2 separate regions of the Sus scrofa genome follow, and region 2 is linked to region 1. A link is a contact called in public Hi-C data. All regions are on one chromosome and are shown on one strand. The core of a region is the stretch at or near the end of the contact, and the rest is flanking DNA. Distances in the headings are between cores, read along the strand shown.

Region 1 (6,600 bases), core at 3,751-6,250:
TTCCTAGTATCTTAATAACTACAACGGAGTGGTTATACTCTGCTTAATGGACATGAAACTTAGAGCATAATGTCATTTCTGAACATTGAACAAGTTTCACAATTAATAAGGCACTGAAGTTCAAAGTCTTATTGTAAAAAGTCTTATTTTTCTAATCATAACCATCCAAATTAGTAATCCAAGCAGTCTTTTCTTCTAATTTAGGGCCCAAAGACATTAATTTATTCTATTTCTTCCTGACCTGGAGATAATTCAAAATGTGAAATGCTATTTGATTACCATCACAGAAAACTACTATATGTATGTGTGTGCCTGTGCATGTGTGTGTATAGATTTATATAAAATGACACATAGTATATAACAAAATATATAATACAGATATAGTCATCTACACCCATATCTATATCTATACACACATATACATATATAGTGGTTTGTATGATGGTTGTCAAATAGCCATTTTACATACTGAATTATGTAAGTCATAGCTACATGCTCTATACTATATATAGGATAGCACTGACATCTATATATACATGATAGATACTATAATGTGGATGGACATTCATGTATATAATCATCTTTTAATTATTAATAAAACATAATTTGACAAAGGAAAAAGTCACAATGTTCAAAGAATGAACTAATACACGTAGGAATTCTGTTTGCAATATATGCCAGATGAATCACTGTGAAAAGGCTTATTATATTTATTTTATGTTTTAAACACAAAGACACTTGAAGCAGTCCTTTCAACCTTATTCTCAGTGGGTTGCTTGGTACTTGGGGCAGCTTCCACAAATGAACTTTGCGTTTTCTTCTCAAGCATCTCACAGAGATTGCTGAGCTCTGTCTCCAGCCCTTCAGGCAGCCTGATTAGAACAGCCGCTCCCAAGGGGAAAAGTGGTTTCCGCTAATCCTAAATTCACTTCCTGCCCCTAAGTCCTTGTGTAGTCCCAGACTTGTTTCAAAGGAGAGTTCTGTCCCCAGGAACTGTCTTCCTATCATGAGAGAGCTTTCTCTAATTTGTGAAGGATCCTAAATATCTGGTCCTGGCCACATGTCATTCCAACCAAAATATCTGAGAGATGAATTTGAATTTGAGCTTAAGTCTAGTTCTCCTCCACAGTAGGACACTTTATCCTTATGTCCTTGGACTTCTGTCCAGGTTTTCAGCCAACTTGGGCTTATTACCCACAAAAGGCTCACTATTAACCCTGGTAACTCTTTGGCACACACTTCTTGAAGCACTTGGTTGTATATTTAACATGATAAATGCCTAATGCCTTTTACATGGCACAGTCAATTCAAATTCTCTGTGGTTGCTTGGTTACTTTCATTTAGTTTTTAGAATGGTTCCAGATACTTGCTGTGCTGGATAACAACTATATTGATGGTGATTATAACTACCATCATTATTAAGGGATATTGGGCTGTCATTAGGCTTGTAGATTCAATTAAATGAGAGTAATATTTAGCCAGGGTCATTTTTTGGAATAATACATAGAATACATGCCATAAGGTAAGATTTCTGGGTTTTGCTGAAGAAAGATAGCAAGTTATTGTCCTTTTTCTTGAGCATTGCAGGATTCTTTAAAAAATATTTTGTTCTGGAGTTCCCATCGTGGCTCAGTGGTTAACGAATCCAACTAGGAACCATGAGGTTGCAGATTTGATCATTGGCCTTGCTCAGCGGGTTAAGGATCTGGCGTTGCCGTGAGCTGTGGTGTAGGTTGCAGACGCGGCTCGGATTCCGTGTTGCTGTGGCTCTGGCGTAGGCTGGTGGCTACAGCTCCGATTAGACTCCTAGCCTGGGAACCTCCATATGCTGCAGGAGCAGCCCTAGAAAAGGCAAAAAAAGACATATATATATATATATATATTTTGTTCTGCAGCCTCTAGTTTCTGCCCTCAGCTGACTCCATTTTAAACACACTGTTTCTGTCATTTCACATTTCATTCTTTTTCTCCACAGACTTCCCCACCGAACTATAAACTTTTCAACTTGGTATTCTCCATTGCTCTGATCTTGTCCCAATCCTAAATCTCCAACATGCACACACATGCACATACACACACACACACACACACACACACACAGCTCTTCAACTTTATTATTGAAATATCTCATCAGTTTTCATATTCAATCTTTATACATTATCTACATGTGGAATCTGTCAGTTACTGCTACATAACAAATAACCTCAAATTTTCAGTAGTATACAACAGACACTGGGTTTCCTCCTGAGAGAGTGGGTTGGCAGCAGGGACTGAGCTTCAGGCTGTAAGCACCGGAGTGGGTCATTTCCACCTGTCTTTCATCCTGGTCCTGGGGCCATCTGGCTAGCTGACATATTTTTCTCATTAAAAAAATGGCAAAAGTATAAGAGGACAAGCCCCACTGTGTGAGTTCATTTCCAGTTTCTGCTTATCACAACCACAATCAACAAATTGCTCAGAGTCACATGGCCAAGTCAAATTTGACGACATGGGAAAGTACAGTCTGATACTTAGGGGCAGGACTGCAAAGTTCCATGGCAAAAGGTGGATATGGGGAAAGATGAAGAATGTGGTCCGAAACTCAACCTACCACTGTGATGAGACAACGCACGCCTTTTCATGTACCCAGCCTACATTTGCTATCATCTGTTACCTCCCAGTACTTAGAGTTGCAGTTATAAACGAAAATGCATTCAGAGAATACGACTGGAACAATGTGCATCCCAAATGTCACTCATATACCACCACAAGAGAAGAATTACAGTTTGCTGTGCCTAAACTAATGCTCAAGTACAGTGGAAGGTAAACGTTGCACTAAATTTTAAGAAAAAATAAGAATGAACATAATAGTAACCTTCTAAATAAAGTAGGAGTTGTTTTTATATGTTGCTAATTAATACCAATGAACAAAGGCCTTGGGTTTTGATTTCAAACTAGATTATAATTGTGAGATTATAAACAGTAAGACATTTCTGCCTTATCTTTCATTATCTCCAAATCACCCAGTGCTATGTTGTAAATGGGATATTAAAAATACTGAATATACTTAATACATATTAGAATGATTAAATTTTAAAAATCCTAAATGTACAAAAAAAGGCAAGGGTGCAGAGTGAATGGAGCTCTCCTGCATTGCTGGTGGGAGTACAAAATGGTTCAGTCACTTTGGGAAACCGTTGTGAACACCCACAGTAAGAAACTGCAATCACATTCCCAGGAATCCTTTGCTATCTTTTGTCTAGGCTGTGACAGTAGTTTTGTTGTTCCTTTGGGGCTTCTCCTTGGGGATGCCATGTTTGTTTTGCTATCCTTTACTTTCTGTTCAATTCCCCCTAAATTACTAGGCTTTCTGTTTGCTCTTTTTTTTTCTGTTCTCCTCATGTCTTATGATTTCAAAGATGCCGACTGCAAGGCTGTCCTTGGAGATCTTCTTTCAAACTATATTCTACTCTCTCTGTCATGTCTCTCCTTATGCAAAATGTGAGTTATTGCTCTTGTGTGTATTACTTGTCATCAACTATACCAAAAGTCTGGGACCCTTACAGATAGTCTTCTTATGGTTGTGGTTCTTAATTCTTTTATAACCCTAAGCTATTTGCACTCATTTATAAAAGTGAAATATAGAGATTTCTACAGCAAATATAAGTTGTGGATCTCCACTCATTGATATCAGAATAAGCTTTATTACATATATATGCATACAACTACCATCTACTTGAGAAAATCTTTTTTATATTTCTTCATGACATAAAAATGTTAAATGGTGAGTGGTGTCTGAGACATCATTTCTCACAGTGGATGCATTTCACATGCCAGGAAACTTAATTAGGTAGGATGTTTAAGGTAAAGAGGGTTATTGTTGTTTCAATTTGCTGGGTTTGTTGTTCAGCTGCACACAGCTCTGCCTGCAGCCAGGCAGTCAGAGGCCACGTAGTTAGGCCACTTCTAATCTGTTGTTTCTAGTGTTATCAGTATAACTAATCATTGGTCCATTTTATTGGAATTATTATTTCATCAGACTAAATCTGAGGAGGAAGCCTGAAACATATCAGTTAGTATTGTAATACAGCAGGTAAGACTGTGAAAATTATAGATATAGAATGTAAAACTTATCTATGATAATGATCTTGATAGTCACTGAACTTCATGAAATTCAGTTGCATCATTAGAAATTATATAAATGCATATTCAGTACATTTTATAACTGTTTGACCGTATTATATATATAATGGAAATGGACTAATACTGATGTACCCCCAAACTCTCATGGCTCTGTAATTTGAATTTGACTATTTCAAAAGAGTTTTTACTTAATCCAAGAGAATTTATCTTGCAAAGGTTAGATCCTTACGAAATGTATTTCAAAAGGATTGCTTTTCTCCAGTTTGAACCAAGGTTTAAGGCTATAAAATATAAATAGGGAGCTTTGTTTTTAATAAGTTGTTATTAGTTCTCATCAAACTTACCATTCTTTTGAGAAAAAAAAAAAGGAAAACAAAGACAGTGGGCATTTGCACACAGGGAGACAATAATGTGAAATAATTTCCTCCACATAGCACCAGCTCTATTATTGTAAGCCTGAAATTGTTCATAAGTATAATAAGCCAATCATTTTCTCAAGTACGGTACGAAATTTAAATCTTAAGTCTTCCCAGATTTTGCTAGTATGGACAACTTAAACATATATTTCTCTGTATATTGTCATCATCCACATTATACTTGAAATCATAATCCTTACAAGATCCTTGGCACATTCTGAGAAAAGTTGCAAAATACTGTTTATGAAATTGGTAACAAACATCTATTAATGTGATACCGTAATATGAAATTGAATATGCAGACCTAGATAGCTGTTCCAGTTATTATGCTTGTGAAATTGAGGAGCTTAAGCAACCATTTATCATGCTCACAAATTTGGCTGTAAGACATTCAGGCAGGGCCCCAGGGAGACAGCCTGCTTCTCCGCTCTGATATCTGGGGTCTCAGCTGGATGACGCAAAGGCTGGAAAACAGGGCTCACTCACACATATGTCTGCAAGCTGATGTAGGCTGTTGGCTGAGGCCTTAGCGGGTGCTGTCAGCCAGAACTCCTACAATCAGCCCCACTGTGTGGCCTGGTTTCTTTTACAACCTTGTGGTGGGTTCACAGGAGAACACCCAAAGACTGGAAGGAGGCTGGTGGAAGTTAAACAAATGACTGTGGCCTATCTTGTTCTTGAATTCTGCCATATTCTCCTTGTCAAGGCAGCCACAGCTCTGTCTCATTTTGAGGGGAGGGGAATTCCATTCTACCTCTTGATGGGGGAGTGGCAAAGTTCTGGAAAAGGATACAGGACAAAGAATACTCTGTGGACATTTTTGGAAACTGTAATCTGCCACTTCAACCATGAAAGAAATATCAAAATAGTATGTGTGCCTAAATTAAACACTATTAGATTGCTATGTTGGGTTTTTTAAATGGAGATTTTCAGCCTCTTTAAAAGTCATATCTTTTGATTCCCTTGACTTCACTGGGCTCCTATTATTAGTGACTTTTTACATATAACAGTTACTGTATGGGTTGGTTTAAAACAGTCAGAATAGCTTTTGACACATAGTAATCAGAAGTGTCTTATGTTTATCATGTCTTTTCATAAAAACATTAGTAAACTGTTACAAGAGGATGAATGAAATAATGTGTTATTCACTCTGACATCATATTATAGAATTATTGTTCCAGAATTCAAATACTGAATTATATTGATAAAGGATTGTCTGCAAGGAGGATAACAAGGGCTTGCACATATCAAATACGTTACAGTGAGAACAAAGCACAGAACACCAAGCACAAAATGGCTCAGATGATCTCAAAACAGATCTGAATTCAAGTTTTTCTCAGAAATTTAAAATAGAGACTGATCAGAATCAGAGTACAGATTTTGGCCATACAAACAGAAATGAACATAGAGATGATCAGAATATAAATTATAAATGCAAAAACTATGAAAACCCATTTTAAAATCACTCTTGTTTGAAGATTGAAAATAACAATGTAATTCAAATTATAATTAATTCAGTAACTTAGAAATACACATACTGAATTTATTTTTGACATATCCAAAATAAATTTTATCCTATATATTACTGAATATTTCTCTAAACCATTAAGTTAATTTGGGGAGAAAAAAGAAAACACTGTATTCTAACTCTTGCAAATATGATAAATACACACGCTACTCTAGGCCAATACAAAGGTCATGTACTATAAGCTACAATTTAATAAGTTATTTATTGTTCCTAATTTTATTTTCTATAGATAGTATTTATAATCAATTATCCAAAAAAATGTTGTACAAAAAGCAAATGCTATAGGTAAATGTAAATAAATTCTCAGTGAAACTATTTAACCATACGGTGCTCAGTTTGGTTATGGAATTTGTTTTCCTCTGCAGTGATATGGTCTCCCAGAATATTTTTCCTCCTCAAAACATGCCAGTGTTCAGTCATGACTTAAATTTATCCTTGTCTAAAAAATAAATAATTCTCCAAAAGCAACAACTTTCTTGTCTGAAATTCAGAAGACACCTTATTTTTTAATCACATCACGGAGGTGAGGTTCAC
Region 2 (6,658 bases), core at 4,050-6,549, 64 kb after region 1:
GTATAATCTCACTATTTTAAAGCCATCTGTTTAGCAATCTTATTTCCATTTAAAACTTCAATTCCCTCAAATCTTTGCCTTGTAAAATAATACATTCACAGGTTTCAGGGATTAGGTTGTAGGCACATTACAGTACCTATTAGTCTGTCTACCACAAACATCTTCCCTATTTCATACCAAATGTTAAATCAAAATCAATGGTATATTTAAACACAAGGGTTAAAATCTCTACAAGTCTTGGAATAAAACATTGGAGCACACATTCATGATGTTAGGTCAGGCAATAGTTTCTTAGATATGAGAGGCAAAATAAAAGTAGCAAAAGAAAAAAATGAGTGTTCATTAGACTAAAACTAAAAATTTCTGTGGCACAAACAATGCTGTCAAATAATGAACCAATAACCCACAGCAGGAGAGAAAAAATTTCATATCATCTATTTGATAAGAGCCTTATTTCAGAATATGTGAAGAACGTTCACAAGTCAATAATAAAAAAGTAAATAACCTAATTTAAAAATGAGCAAAGGATTCCAATAGACATTTTTTCAAATTAGATACATGGATATTCAATAAGCACATAAAACATGTCAAATCACTAGCCATCAGGAAATTCATGCAGCAATGAAGCACTAATACCTACTACAACAGGGATAAATCTTCGAATCATTATGCTGGGTGGGGAGGCAGTGGGATGGACAGGGAGTTTAAGATTGGTAGAAGCAACTATTACATTTAGAATGGATAAGCAATGAGGTCCTACTGTACAGCACAGGAAACTATGTCCAATCTCTTGGGGTAGAACATGATGGAAAATAGTATGAGAAAAAGAATGTATAAATAGATGATTGGGTCACTATGCCGGAGAGCAGAAATGGGCACAACACTGTAAATCAACTATGCTCTAATAAAAATAAAATTTTTAAAAATCACTATGCTAAGTGAAACAAACAATGGACAAAAGACCACATGTTGTATAATTGATATGAAGTGTCCAGAGAAAGCAAGTCTAGAGTCAGAAAGTGGACGAGTGAATTTGTAGTCTCGGGGAATAGTGGGGAGTGGGAGTGACAGCTAATGGACATGGGCTTTCTTTGGGGGGGGTCATGAAAATGTTCTAAAATTAGATTGTGGTGATGGCTGCACAACCCTGTGAATATAATAAGGCCTCCTGAATTATATACTAGAAATGAGTGAATTTTATACTATGTGAATTGTCACAATAAAGCTACTTAAAAACACAAAGAAAAACTACATTAAAATTCAAAATAAAATCATACAAAAAGAGTTTTTTGATAGATGTTAGAAAGAATCTGGCCCCTGCCTAATATAACTACTAATAATTCCAATATTGTACATGTGGGAAGAAACTCGTTAGATGTGTATAAAACCTATCTGATGAGAAAAACACAATGAATGGAAAATGCTGGCATGAAGTATTACTTTAGTTTTCTAGTCATTTTCAAATAACATTCCTACTTCTTATTGTTATCCTAATTACTAAGTAGCAGTATATACATGTTAATCATCTTTTAGAAAATGGCTCTGCTATATAATGTGCTAAGAACTCATATTTTAGAATCTGTCTAAGAGAAAATCCTGGCTCTGATATAATTGCATCACTGTGGGTAAATCACTCAACTTTACCTCAACTGTGGAGTAGATTTAATAACAGCTTCTACTTCATAGGTTTATTATAAAGCTTAAATGAGTAAACTATTGCTTAAGAAAGAATCTGGGAGTTCCTGTTGTGGCTCAGTGGTTAACGAACCTGACTAGGAACCATGAGGACTCGGGTTTGATCCCTGGCCTTGCTCAGTGGGCTAAGGATCCGGCATGGCCATGAGCAGTGGTGTAGATCAAAGATGCGGCTCGGACCCGCGTTGCTGTGGTTGTGGTATAGGCCGGCAGCTGCAGTTCCAATTAGACCCCTAGTCTGGGAACCTCCATATGCTGCAGGCACAGCCCAAAAAGACAAAAGAGAAAAAAAAGGGGGGGAGAGAATCTGGCACATGGTCAGGTTTATGTAAGCAACTAGTATTACTTTCTCATAAATTACCTTATTTTTTTAGGGTAACAATGATTTCCTAACCAAAACATTATTTTCTGTCACTTAACAAAACATTATTTTCTGTCATAGATGACAAAACTACTGCTAATGTTCACTTCTCATACTGAATGTTCTCCCATTCAACCAACATTTAAGATCCTATTGTTGAGGAAGCGGCATTTTGGCAGTGAATGAGAAATCACGGGAGTAAAGAGACCACTTTCTCAGTTCCTCAGAGATGAATGTCAGCCCAATCGATGTACATAGTTAGAAACCAAATGTTGCTTCGCTTTTAATTTGATGTGATTAATACTAAGAAATTATTTCAGCAGGTGGACTATAACAGAAAACTGGAAAGGACATTTCATCTTGACAGAAAGTTGGCTTTGGACTCTTAAGAAACAGATTGTGCAGGGCTTATTCACACCTACGTTCAGCAGAGAGCCCGATGGAGAAGCAGTACAGTGGCTTCTGGGGCAACGTGATACTTGAACTGCATCCTGATGTACTCACCTGAACACCAAATAAGTAAAATGTGTGAGCTGAAATGCCAAGGAGTCCATCTCCATAGCTAATATTTGGAACCATTGGTATAAAAGGGCAAGGGATAGGCACCATGTATTATGCACTACATTTCTTGCTGTCCCAATTTAAAATTATTGTAATCACAAGAGTGCTCAAGTTTTACAGCTTTTCAAAGTTCTACATATAAGTGGGATGAATGTGTGTACATTAAAAGACAGTTTAAAATTAGAACTTTAGAATATCTTCTAGTTAGCCACATTTGAAAACAGAATTTTAGTTCTTGCTGTGGTGCAATGGGATCAGTGGCGTTTCTGGAGTGCCGGGGCACAGGTTCAATCCCTGGCCTGGCATAGTGGGTTAAGGATCCTGTGTTGTCACGGCTGCAGGGTAGGTTGCAACTGTGGCTTAGATCTGATCCTTGCACCAGGAACTCCATATACCATGGGGTGGCCAAAAAAGAAAAGAAAAGAAAAGAAAATGGAATTTTAATAGTTTTACTTGGGATTTTAGGATTTTAAGGGAGAATTGTTCTTCTTTAAGGTACTGTCTTTCTTTTAGCTGGCAGGAAGAAGGTCTGAACAGTGAGATCTGATCAGTACTATCAAGTTTTGCACCAGACAGCAGTGCATATTTTAAGTAACACTCATATAAACAAGCAGCTTGGCATTTTAGAATTATCCCATCAAAGGAGAGAGAGAGAGCTAGGATATCTACCTGCAGCTCTAGAGGGTTACTGGCTATAGAGAGAGAAGCAAATCTGGTGACGCTAATTCCCCAGCACTTTGTTCTGTGGTGTTTATTCTAGGAGCCCACCCCTCAGGAGCTCCTGGAAAAGCCTCAAAGCCAGAAGGACAGAGCACTCGGGAAGGGTGGGATGGTAGGCTTTAGGAAGTGGGCATGAGCAGCACAGCTGGGGGCTGGCTATGGGAACTCCCTGCGCCTGCATGCAGAGCAAGAGAGGTAAGGACTCTGGAGCTGCATTCAATGACAGAGGGACAGTTGGGGAGAAACACTCAGCCCTCACCCGAGTGAGGCACACTCGCACTGGCACATGTGAGCCATGTTCTACTCCCCTTCCTTGAGTGAGTGTCGTGCCTCCTCCTCCTAATCTATGGTGACAACAATTCGGGTGAAAAGCACACTGTGTAGTAAATGGTTCATGAGCAAGACCTATGCGAGGGCAGGACACAAACCTTCTGCTTTGGTTGCACGTGTGATTTTAAAGATTTATGTGAGCTGAACAACTGCTATAAAGGATTTTCCTTTCCTCCCAGGTTTACTTTTCAACCATAAACTCTGAATAAACAAACTACTGTTCAGGAACCAAAAAAGCCATTAACAAAATGCACTACACTTGTGCCTTTTATATTTAACGTACCTTCTTTGCTGGTTAAACATAAAATATATTACCCTTCACTTTCTAATTGTAATTATGTATCTTACTAAATCTAGAATTAAAAGAAAAAAGTTTTCTTTTTTTTTTTTTTTCGTCTTTTTGCCTTTTGAGGGCCACTCCCGTGGCATATGGAGGTTCCCAGGCCAGGGGTCAAATCGGAACTGTAGCCGCTAGCCTACCTCAGAGTCACAGCAACGCGGGATCCGAGCCGCGTCTGCGACCTACACCACAGCCCATGGCAACGCCGGATCCTTAACCCGCTGAGCAAGGGCAGCGATCGAACCCGCAACCTCAGGGTTCCTAGTTGGATTCGATAACCACTGCGCCACAACGGGAACTCCAGAAAAAAAGTTTTAGACACAAGGAAGTTTACATTAGCACTTAGACATCATCTGACATATTTTCTTTATTTCTTTTTTGAAAAATCTACTGAATGGTACTATTTTTCTCCTTATTACTGTGGCTCAAGGTGTTCTGGTCACATGCAAAAAGCAGATCCCTCGTGCTTATGGAAAATTAAAAAGTCTCTTTTAGCCTAGCTGTACAAACCCCAAAGGTTTATAGTAACATCCATTAACATGAACTTGAATTAGAAACTTTGTCTCCTTTGCAACATCTTTTTTTTCTTTCTTTCTTTCTTTCTTTCTTTTTTTTTTTTTTTTTTTTTTTTTTCTTTTTGCCTTTTCTAGAGCCGCTCCCATGGCATATGGAGGTTCCCAGGCTAGGGGGTCCAATCAGAGCTGTAGCCACCAGCCTACTCCAGAGCCACAGCGACGTGGGATCAGAGCCACGTCTGCAACCCACACCACAGCTCATGGCAACGCTGGATCCTTAACCTACTGAGCAAGGGCAGGGATCGAACCCACAACTTCATGGTTCCTAGTCGGATTCGTTAACCACTGCGCCACGGCGGGAACTCCTGCAACGTCTTTAATCATATTATAATAGTAAGAGTAGTATCAGAATTCTGCTAACATAAAGGAGAGTGATTTCATGGTTTTTTGCTGTCATTTTTTCTGGTGTTTTTTTCAGGTAATAGTAATCTCCATGCCTAGGTTTGTAACGGAGCAGAACTCTGTGAGGCCTTCCCAGAGTGGACTCCCATTCCTGTCCTCCACCTACCTTTTTATCTATAGAAAAATATTAGTCAAAGAACCAGTTTAATCAGAGAAGTGAGCAAATACAGAGAAAAAGGAAAACAGTAGTAATAATTTAGCCATTCAACAAAGTCAAAGGCCTTCAGTTCTTTGAGGACTGTAGATAAGATTCTGAGTCATGTCCTTGGAGCTGTTTTGCAGATCTGAAACCCTGTCCAGTTTAAGAAGTTAACTGTGTGCTGCCCACAAGCACGCAGACCCCAGACTGGTTGGAACCACAAGGCTGATGACGATGACTCTCAATTACCTCACCACCCAGCAAGCAGGAAAAGGTCCCCAGCTGATCACACGCTGTTCCTTGACACCATAAAGCTCCTCACTATCCACTTCGGGGGGGGGGGGGCACAGCCCTTGAGGCACAGCCTGCTGTGTTTCCCTCTTGGCCTGGCAATTAAAGCTACTTTTTCTGTTTCCTCCAACTCTGTCTCTGCACTTCTATTTGGCATCGGTGTAGACAGGCAGCTGAGATTTGGGGAATAGGCTCCAGAGAAACGAAGCCTGAGGCACAACTTCATAGGCTAACACGTTCTGAGAGGACCTCAACCTCAGGGAAGCACCAGTTCACTGCAGTAAAGCCGAGGAGGAGCGAGGAGGGAGGGCAAACACAGAAAACACAGTACTGAATGACGGCTTGGTGACACGGGGAGTGTCTGATTGCTCTTGTCCTCAGAGAAGCTGTGGGAAAGTACAGTATTTTCAAACTGTATTCAAGAGGATATTAGAGGAATTATCCACTGCTTCCATCTCCTATTGGTCGAGTTCTTCTGTGGGCTGTACCTTCTCCTCATCTCCTAACCAGTCAGATCCTTCGGAGCCTCCAGCCTCTGCAGCACCCAGGATGCTCCCACTGAGGAGACCAGGAGAACACAGTCAGGGCCCTGAGATTAGGAGTGCCCAGGGCTTAGGAACAGCAGCCCCAGGACACAACAGGGTCTACAGCAGTGATGGCTGCCCCAGTGACAAGACCATGCCTGTGAGAGCAGGAATAGTTACGGCTGGGGCCTCACCACCCAGAAAGCAAAGCTAGTGCCTTAGTCCTGAGTGAAGCATCTATGGACTGGGGCGTAGCATAGACCCATCTCCTGTGTTGACTTTAGGGCCACACAACCATTGTTAAGCTCATCCGTAAGCCACTGTGTATTGACCTCAGTGTGATCCTCTATAAATGTTCAAACCTTTGCATGGTTTGAGACCCTGAAGAAATATATTGATTTATAATTTATAAGAAATCAGTAACCTACTCCTGGAAATTAAATCTGAAGAAATTTTATGGATTAATCCATTTTCAGTATTATTTACATAAAAAAGGGGGAAGAGTGTAAATAATTGACCATATGGAATTAGTTAAGTAAATAATGATGCATCTCCTTGAGGGATTATTATCTCACATTACTTCATTATTAAAAGGAAAATTATTTTTAAATATTGCAACATGAAGAAAATATGAATGACATAATGTTCAGTTAGAAGAGCAGAATGCAACACTTTCAAATTGTGATTCAAAATTGTGTTGCCAGAAGAGGCTAAGTCACA

The links. Hi-C and Micro-C count contacts between places; a contact is called where the count stands out from the background.
Region 2: a contact with region 1 is called in a Hi-C map of heart right ventricle, with 3 times the contacts expected there. A contact is called at or near these places in 5 of 47 Hi-C or Micro-C datasets (heart right ventricle, liver and skeletal muscle).

Annotation. Positions count from the first base shown.
Region 1 is chr4:71,763,856-71,770,455 of Sscrofa11.1, forward strand. No RefSeq gene overlaps it. Among named protein-coding and RNA genes, the nearest start is that of ASPH, 140 kb to the right of the region's middle.
Region 2 is chr4:71,827,807-71,834,464 of Sscrofa11.1, forward strand. No RefSeq gene overlaps it. Among named protein-coding and RNA genes, the nearest start is that of ASPH, 72 kb to the right of the region's middle.